Linked DNA regions of Mus musculus: region 2 is linked to region 1. Evidence: chromatin contacts called from public capture Hi-C data. All regions are on one chromosome and are shown on one strand. Each heading gives the region's core, a stretch centred on a gene start, on an enhancer-like site or on the middle of the called end of the contact. The rest is flanking DNA. Distances are from core to core; before and after follow the strand shown.

Region 1 (3,849 bases), core at 1,092-3,591:
TGACATCATCTCTGACGCGGAGATTGAGATTGTCAAAGACTTAGCAAAACCAAGGGTAACTTTTTCTTCTCAGTTTACCAGATATGTGTGTGTTAATCTTTTAATTTGCAAGGCGACAGGAAGGATAACTGGGGCGGCTGTAACTTTAGATGGTTTTAACTGTTACTGCCTCAACACAACAGTGTTAACTTAGAGTTTACACTAGTTGTCTCAGTTTGTTATCCACACAAGTAACATATCCTATAGCTGGGCTTGACACAGTGAGTAGTGAACACTGTAGATATGTGTTCATACACAGAGTCAGTGGTTTGCTGTCTCACTGGAAGACCTTTCGCGTAGGTCATAGCTCTCAGTACCACTCAGAGCTCAATTTTTTCATGCCTAGTATTTTTTTTATCTGAATGAATACTCCAAGTATTGTAATTTTCCTTTAGACATAATAATAGTAGAAAAGTATAATTAGGAACAGATATCTTGCTAGTTTTAAAATAGTATTATATAGTTTACTAATTTTAGTTTATTATTATTGTGTTAAATTTTTCTTTTATGTGTATGGGTGTTTTGTTTGCATGAGTGTCTGTACCATGTGCATGCAGTGCCCATGGAGGCCAGATGAGTTAGATCCTCTGGGACAGGATTTCTGTGTTCTGCCTGCACTGCAGGGAATCCAACCTTGGTGCTCTGCAAACAAGTGCTCCAAACTGCTGAGCCATCTCTCCAGCCCCCTTAATCTGTATTAGTAAGAAAAGTAGTTGAATGTGAATTATGCCAAATTCTACACTTTCAGTGTTTGGCATAGAAACTTGTCTTTTGTGTGAGAGTGTAGAGTGGAGACTACCTCTCTGCCCTTACCTTTTCCTACCATCTTGTTCTTTAAGACAGTACATCTTATTAAAGATAAAATGCAAACTTTTGTAGACATTATTAAGTACATTCTGATTATTAGTTTTTCTTCCATAACATGTAAGGTTGATCTATTTCTCTAAAGGCTGAGGTAGCAAATGTTCTAGAGGGCTTTGTCATCTGTGTGGTCTCTTGTCACGACTGCTCAGCTCTGCCATCTGGTGTAAAGGCAGCCAAAGAAAATAGGAAAATAAATGAGGTGGTTATGGTACAATCAAGATTTTATTTCTAAAAGCTGATGGCAGTTTATTTGGCTAGTGGGTTTGCTGGCCAGGTGTGTATATACTTAGATAAATTTCAAAGTTTTTAAAGTTTTATTATTTTTCCAAATTAACACTTTTTTTCCCCCCTTAAATCATGTAGTTTTTGTGATGCAATGGGTGCTGTCCAGAGATATAGCAAATTGGCTGCCTAGCAGAAAACCTCTTAAAATCATTCCATATTTTCTCATTCTCTTTAGAATTCCTAACTCGGTCCCTTATTTATAGTCAGACCCAGTTTACCAGTATTTCTTGGTAGAATCTTTGTTAAGAATTCACTTTTGAGATGGAAGGCCCCAGGCTTCATAGGAAATGTTTTAGTTGAGATTATTTTTGAGCAGTAAATTTAGTGGCAGTGAAAGTTAATTTTTCTGTTATTTCAGCATCAACCTCCCATTTAAATTTTGTTTTTTTTATTCTCTTGGCTGTCAGCATTTCTGTTAAGACTATGCATTCCTTTTACCTGCATGGCTGTGGAAAGGCTGTTTTACTGTACATACTGTTAAGTACACACTTTCTCTTGAAAAGAGGAAAGAATGACCTTAAAATAAATTTTAGACAATATTGGGACCCTCTAATCATGTTGTCACGAGTCACAATCTGAGGTTTTAGAGTCCATGATTAATTAGTTACAAATGGCCATTCTTATAATATCAATGGTACTTTGCATTTTAGAGCCTTTTCTTCACGTTATCAATGTTCTATCCTACTGAAGAAATTAATTCCAACCTTTTCTGTTTGTGTGACCTCTATTCACGCAGTGAAAAGCAAGTAAAATAGTTTTTAAGAAACATAAAACTAACTGGCTTTCAAGGCGCGACACAAGGTGATTGGAAGGGTATTGAGTTATTTTCTATTCACCTTCTTTTGTTTAAAGAAGAAAGAAAAGAAAACCCAGCATTGTGGCTGGTTAGGGAAATGTGATCGTTTTTTTGTCTTGTAATGCAACTGTTTTGACGGTTGGCTTCACAGCTGAGGCGAGCCACCATTTCAAACCCAGTAACAGGAGCCTTGGAGACGGTACATTACAGAATTAGCAAAAGGTAAGATTGGATGCCACATACTTTCCTCCTAACGAGCGTTTTGAACATCCTACCAGAATTCTTCTTAACCGAAGTGGATCGTCTCCAGTCTCCAGCTCAAGTGGCCGCCATACACTCCAGAGCAGTGCGTGAATGAGTGCTTGTGTTTCACGGGTTTTCCCTTGACTAGAAGTTCTGGTTTTTAATCTCTGATTGGCCTCGAGTTTCAGGAACTAAGTGCATTGTCATGATCAGGTATTAAACACTCAGGAAATTGCCTGGTCCTTTTCTTTTGCCTTTGTTGTGAGCATGTGAAATTAAGAAAGAAAAAAGAGGCAGTGTGTTCACCCAGGGTGGAGTGCTGCTCACACACCCTCCCCTGTGGTGATTGTCTGCTGTTGTCTTTTACCTCCAGGCTGTCCTTGTCATATGGAGTAATCTGGTCTGAAGTTTTTTATTAAAACAAAAACAAAAACCAAGCCACTGGCCTACAAGTTGGCTCTGGAAAGAGCAGCTGTGCTTCTGAGCTCAGCCTTCCAAATCACTTCCCACCTCCGTTGACTTGGATGGTTTAGAGAAAAGCCAGCTTGTCTTGATGAAAGTTTCAAAATGATCAACTAATTTAGAAAACTTGTTGATCTATATTTGAAGCATTAAACTTCTAGACTTGGGAGAGCTCCTGTGAAACCCACTGCTGCAGATCATTGACATACGCCTCAAAGGGTTTAGTCTTAAAAAAGTGAAAGGACAATAAATACATTTACAGTCAGATTCTCTCCGGACGAACGAACGAGTGGCTCTTCTTGCCACCTTTCTGAGTGTTTTATGATTCGAACCATTACCCACCAGGCAGACCAATCAATCCTTCCAATCACCTGTGGCTTGGCAAAACAGAGAACAAAGCCCAGAGACAGCCTGCTGGAGTGTAAGCCTTGTCCTTTCTCTTTTTTCTTTTTGTAGCTGAGCCGAGCTACAGTACATGACCCTGAGACGGGGAAATTGACCACAGCACAGTACAGAGTATCTAAGAGGTAAGGGAGAATGGACAGAACTTGAGGCATATTTGGAGTGCTCTTTCCTGAGGATCTAATTTTGACCATATTTATATGATATAGTTTCTAAGACCTAGATTTCAGATCAAGCTTTTGGTATGTGTACTTGATTTTCACGATGGACCAATAGACAGATACAGGCAGTTCCATGCAATTCCTAGTCATTGACTAGTATACAGTGAATGCCAGGGGAAGCTCTGGCAGTGCCAACCGATAGGGAAGAACTTCTAAAAGGCTCTGCCCAGAGCAAGACCCAAGGCAAACTCTGCCGTGAAGCTGGGGCTATATGGGTCACTAGTAGCTGTTGAAGAAATGTCTAGAAGGACAAAGAAGCTACTATAAGTCAGTTTAAAATCCCTTGCTTTTAGCAACATTTAGAAGTAACTTTTAGAGTTAACCATGGTACAACTCAGCTGCATAACTCAGAGTTAGGGGCTGAGTGAGTTAGTATAGCATTGACCTCTCTGTTGGCTCACGGGATAAAAGGCTGCTCAGATCACAGTGAAAACAGGAATGTCATTGCACTGAATTGTTTTAGTCTAACCCTAAGTAATATTTTTCCACAGATGCAACAATTATAGAAATAATCTTGTTATAAACATTTAATTTTAT
Region 2 (4,053 bases), core at 1,461-3,960, 670 kb after region 1:
CTCACATTACGAATCGTAAATGTCTTACTGTCCACAGGTTCAAGAAGTGTATTAGAGCCCCGAGTATCTCGATCATCTGTAGCCACTGTTGCCGCTGTAATTCCACTTGATCTCACAGCGGGACCTGCTCGAAGGCGCATCAGTAATGAAACACAGTAATTCAAAACTGTGTGTGGTGGAGCATGCCGAAGGCTTATAGATCTGTCTGCACCAACCGGGGATTTTTCAGGCTGTCCAGAGAACCTGAATCTCCTGTAGCTTCAGAGCCTTGGTTTTCATACTGTGTGAGGCTGTCCCTGGGCTGAAATGGCTCTTGGGTCTGGGGTCACTAGGATTATTCACTGAAGAAGGAAATTATGTATAAGCTTTAACATATAATTTAGAATTCCTTATATGTTAAGGAAATTGGAAAGTTTGTAGGTACCTTATGAAGTGATTTAGTGGAGGTAGTCTGGCTGTAAGAGGAGTCACAAGCCCCTCGAGTTCTGATGTCGCTTAGGACAGAAGAGAAGGGAGATGCTCACAGTGCTCACAGAGTTGCCATTTGGATGGAGGGCAGGACTTACAGGGTTTTTTTGTTTGTTTGTTTTTTGCTTTTTCAGTTCATATGCTTTATTAAATGCCTACCACATGCTGGGTAGACATAACACATAGTAATTAAATCTGTATTTTATCTTATAGTGAGCTCTTTCCTTAAAGATTCCACATCCTTTTTCAGGGGGCAAAAGGGGCAGACTTCTCCCAGAACTAGTATTGCCAGGGGAGAGCTGCTGGAGCCATGTGCTGGGCACCCGGAGGAGAAGGCTTGCTAAGGCCAGTGACATGGAGAATCTTGAAGGAAGGGCGGGGATTTCTGCTGGGCTCCCCTGGAGTTGTTCACAGAAGGATGCAGTTTCTCAGGACGGGAAAGTGGGTAGGCGGGAGTGATGTAGATCCAGAGAGGACAGGTAAATAGCTTCCAGCTCCTGAGGAAGCCTAACCTGCTTATCTCCTGTAAAAACCTGGGGTGGTAAATTTAGCATTGTTGAAAAATAGTCATGAAGGTGCTGTGGAGGATGCCTGAGGTGAAAGAGCCTGGTACCAGTTAGGAGCCTGTTCATAGCGCCTCTTGAGAGAAGCCAGGGTGCCTGGCATATTTGGGATGTTTGGAGAGTTTCTCTAAAGTGAAGGTAGTAATAGTTCGGGAGTCACAGTGTTGCAGGATGAAGAAGATGACGTCATTTCAGAGCAGACCACGGCATGTAGCTAGTGCTGCACGAGTGTCAGCTGGCTGTGTTGTTAAACATCATTACACCAATCAGGATTTGGAGTATCCCTATGGATTAGAGAGCAGCAGCAAGGGACACAGTGGTGTCAGGTTCCTGCTGAGGGGCAGGGAGTGCTGTTCAGTGGTGGAGTGCTTCCCCAGTGTCCAGTGTTCTGAGACTCTGGGTTCCGTGCCTAGCTTTGCTGAAAGGGGGCACGGGAGTGGGAGAATCAGAGTAGAAGCTGAGCTACCTCGGTCCAGTTTGGTTGGATAGTCACTGAGGTCAGAGTCATCAGGGTCCGCCTTTGAGACCCACTTTTGTTGGAAGCAGTGCTCACTAATGCACTAATGCTTATAAGCTGCTTTGGGAGGCACATTAAGCTTTGAGGAACATAAGCTTGTCGCCACGGCTCTCACAGAACCGAAGTGCGTCCCTCCTTTAGGAAGGGAGAGGCTCTTCTCTTTAGTGGCTGGAAACTTAAGCACTGTATGGTGAAGCTCTTTTCTCTGGTACATGATGGCTGATTCTTGACTGTTCTGTCTTACTAAGAACCTCTCTACTTTCTGAATAGAGAGAATTTATAAGCCAGAAGAATCAGTTTATATAGCTCAACAAAGTATTCATTAATAACACATAGAGGCTCTCAGAGGAAGTCGGTTTTCCTAAACATTTTAAAGGAATAATGAAAATGACTCAGCAGAGCCTAATTTAGTTCCCAGTCCTGCTAGCACGGGGACTGTAGAGTGGTTTGTGTAAACCTAGGCATGTAAAAAGCAGGAGGAAGCCCTGCTGCTGTGTGCCAGAGACCTCATTAAATTTCATTCAGTCTCCTGAATGGCCTGAGACAGAGGTGTTTCACAGATGCTGAGCTGAGAGCAGCTAGGTGTGTCTGGTTACAGAGCCAAACACTCAGCACTCTGCCTTATTTGAATAACTTCCTATGCTGATGAAGTTTACATCATTTGCCTGAAGTGCTTTGTTGGAGCTTTGCCATAAAATAATAAATATAATGAGCAAGAAGGCAGGCCCTTATGTTTATTTCCTTTCTGTTTGCACAGGGTCCCAGGAAGTGAGTTGGTGAGTCTGTCACAAAGGCCTATCTATTTTCTTAGCAGGTCCTTCCGTATTCATGGGCTTTGTGTGAATGATGCATAGGACCTTTGACTTAGAGGTAAGGTAGGCGATCTCTCTTCTTTCATGGAAGAGGAAGCTGAAGCTGAGAAACATGAAATGATTTGTCTAGCCACAGTGGGCTGGTAACAGTGGAATTAGAGCCTGGGACAGTAATGCCAAGTAAGGCTCAAGCTTTCATAACTCCTGGACCTGCTAAAAGATGACAGACGTGTATATAATTGATGATTATTTTTGTCCCTGCTAGTCAGCATCTACTGTCAAGGCAGAGCACAGTGATCAGATTCTTCTAAGCTCGTTTCTTAGTCATTGCACAGTGAGCACGGCCTTGTAGGCCTGGGAGCTTCCTGTCTGCTTGCAGGCACGCCCACAGGCAGGTGCACCCGTGCAAGCTCCCCTCTGCTCGGCTCTTGCTCTTGAGTGGTAAGGAAGCAGAAGGAGTGCTCCATGGTGGAGCATTCACTGTCTGGGCCTCTCCCCCAAGCTTGTCAGTGCTAGAGGTACATCGCCAGCATTTCCTGGGGTGCCAGACCAGACATGAGATGGGCCTGAGGGTGTGATGCTGTCCACCTTAGCTGCTGGGGTACTGAGGCAGAAGGATGGCAGGTGCAGGCCCTCGCTGGGCTATCTATGGAGTAAAAGGATGGCTTGAATAACTTAGTGAGATTCTGTCTCAACATAAAGAAGGGCCAGGATGTAGCTCAGTGGTAGCATGCTTGCCTAGCATGTGAGAAGCTGTAAGTTCGGTTCCTAGGATAGAAAAGAAGCTCAAATCAGAGCAAGCCCGAGGTGATGATGTGGTTGCCAGTGGTAGGCCACAAGCAGCAGCTTGGTGCAGAGTTAAGGCCGTACACTGGGGGCTCTGAACTCTGGCTTGGGCTTCAACGCACTTCTCTGATGGAGGCTGCTTTGGATTTGTTTTGAGACCCTACTTAACGTGTAAAGAAGCAGAACCTCGGAGATGTGACTTTGCCATAAGGAAGCATGCTTATTTTCATCCAGACAGAGCTGCCCGGGAACCTCCTGTTACTTCCTGCTTGCCTCTCCTGGGTGGAAGGTCAATAGCATTAGAATTTTCAGGCGCCAGCCTGGGTGGCCAACCTAATGGAGCAGAACAGTTCCAGCTCCAAATAATGGCAGACTTGGAGCAGGGCCCAGTGTAATTAAACCCTGGGGTAAAGAACTTGATGTTGGTCTTGATGCGTTTCCATGAGCAGGCTTGAGGTAGGAGTCTCTATTCCGAGCAAAGGGGAACAATGGCCCTGGAGACTTAGACCACTGTCTTAGAGATCGTTTGGTCTTATATTAAATTTAGACCATGCTAGAAGAGATATGGTTGGCTTATTTTTATGTTTATTTTGGTGGTGGCAGTATTAGGCAGGGTAAAATTTAGTGTTTCTCTACTTATTAAAAGATTTCCCAGTAAGGTTACTTATGAATTTCCAGTAGAGCTAAAGACCGGATAACCTCATGACTCAAAACCTCCTAAAGACTTGAGGTTATGTGACCTTGAGCGGCTCCTTTGTTCTGTGCTCTGTTGTGCATTTAGTTTCTCAGTATTCAGTGTTTCCCTGGCAATCGAACTCAAGCAGATAAAGGTGATAGCCTTGCAAAGGGTATGGTAAGGTGGATTAGCTGGCTTCCTGTGATTGTGACAAAACCCTTGACAGAAACA

The links. Capture Hi-C pulls out chosen DNA fragments and counts their contacts.
Region 2: a capture Hi-C map of embryonic stem cells shows a contact between it and region 1, with 2.8 times the contacts expected there. The contact joins two enhancer-like sites. A contact is called at or near these places in 3 of 39 promoter capture datasets (liver, pre-B cells and second pharyngeal arch cranial neural crest), 3 of 115 datasets of contacts at active chromatin or transcription factors (acute myeloid leukemia and embryonic stem cells) and 1 of 9 other capture datasets (embryonic stem cells).

Annotation. Positions count from the first base shown.
Region 1 is chr10:59,352,205-59,356,053 of GRCm38.p6, forward strand. It overlaps P4ha1 (procollagen-proline, 2-oxoglutarate 4-dioxygenase (proline 4-hydroxylase), alpha 1 polypeptide), which reads left to right. Exons shown (of 15, transcript NM_001316371.1): 8 at 1-55; 9 at 3,146-3,216. Among named protein-coding and RNA genes, the nearest start is that of P4ha1, 31 kb to the left of the region's middle. Within about 2 kb of position 2,342, at least 9 of the 459 cell types and tissues checked have an H3K27ac peak or open chromatin away from gene starts, as enhancers often do. A contact at or near this core is called in embryonic stem cells, where this site is marked.
Region 2 is chr10:60,025,686-60,029,738 of GRCm38.p6, forward strand. The region is part of intron 5 of Ascc1 (activating signal cointegrator 1 complex subunit 1); the gene reads left to right. Among named protein-coding and RNA genes, the nearest start is that of Anapc16, 25 kb to the left of the region's middle. Within about 2 kb of position 2,711, at least 113 of the 459 cell types and tissues checked have an H3K27ac peak or open chromatin away from gene starts, as enhancers often do. A contact at or near this core is called in embryonic stem cells, where this site is marked.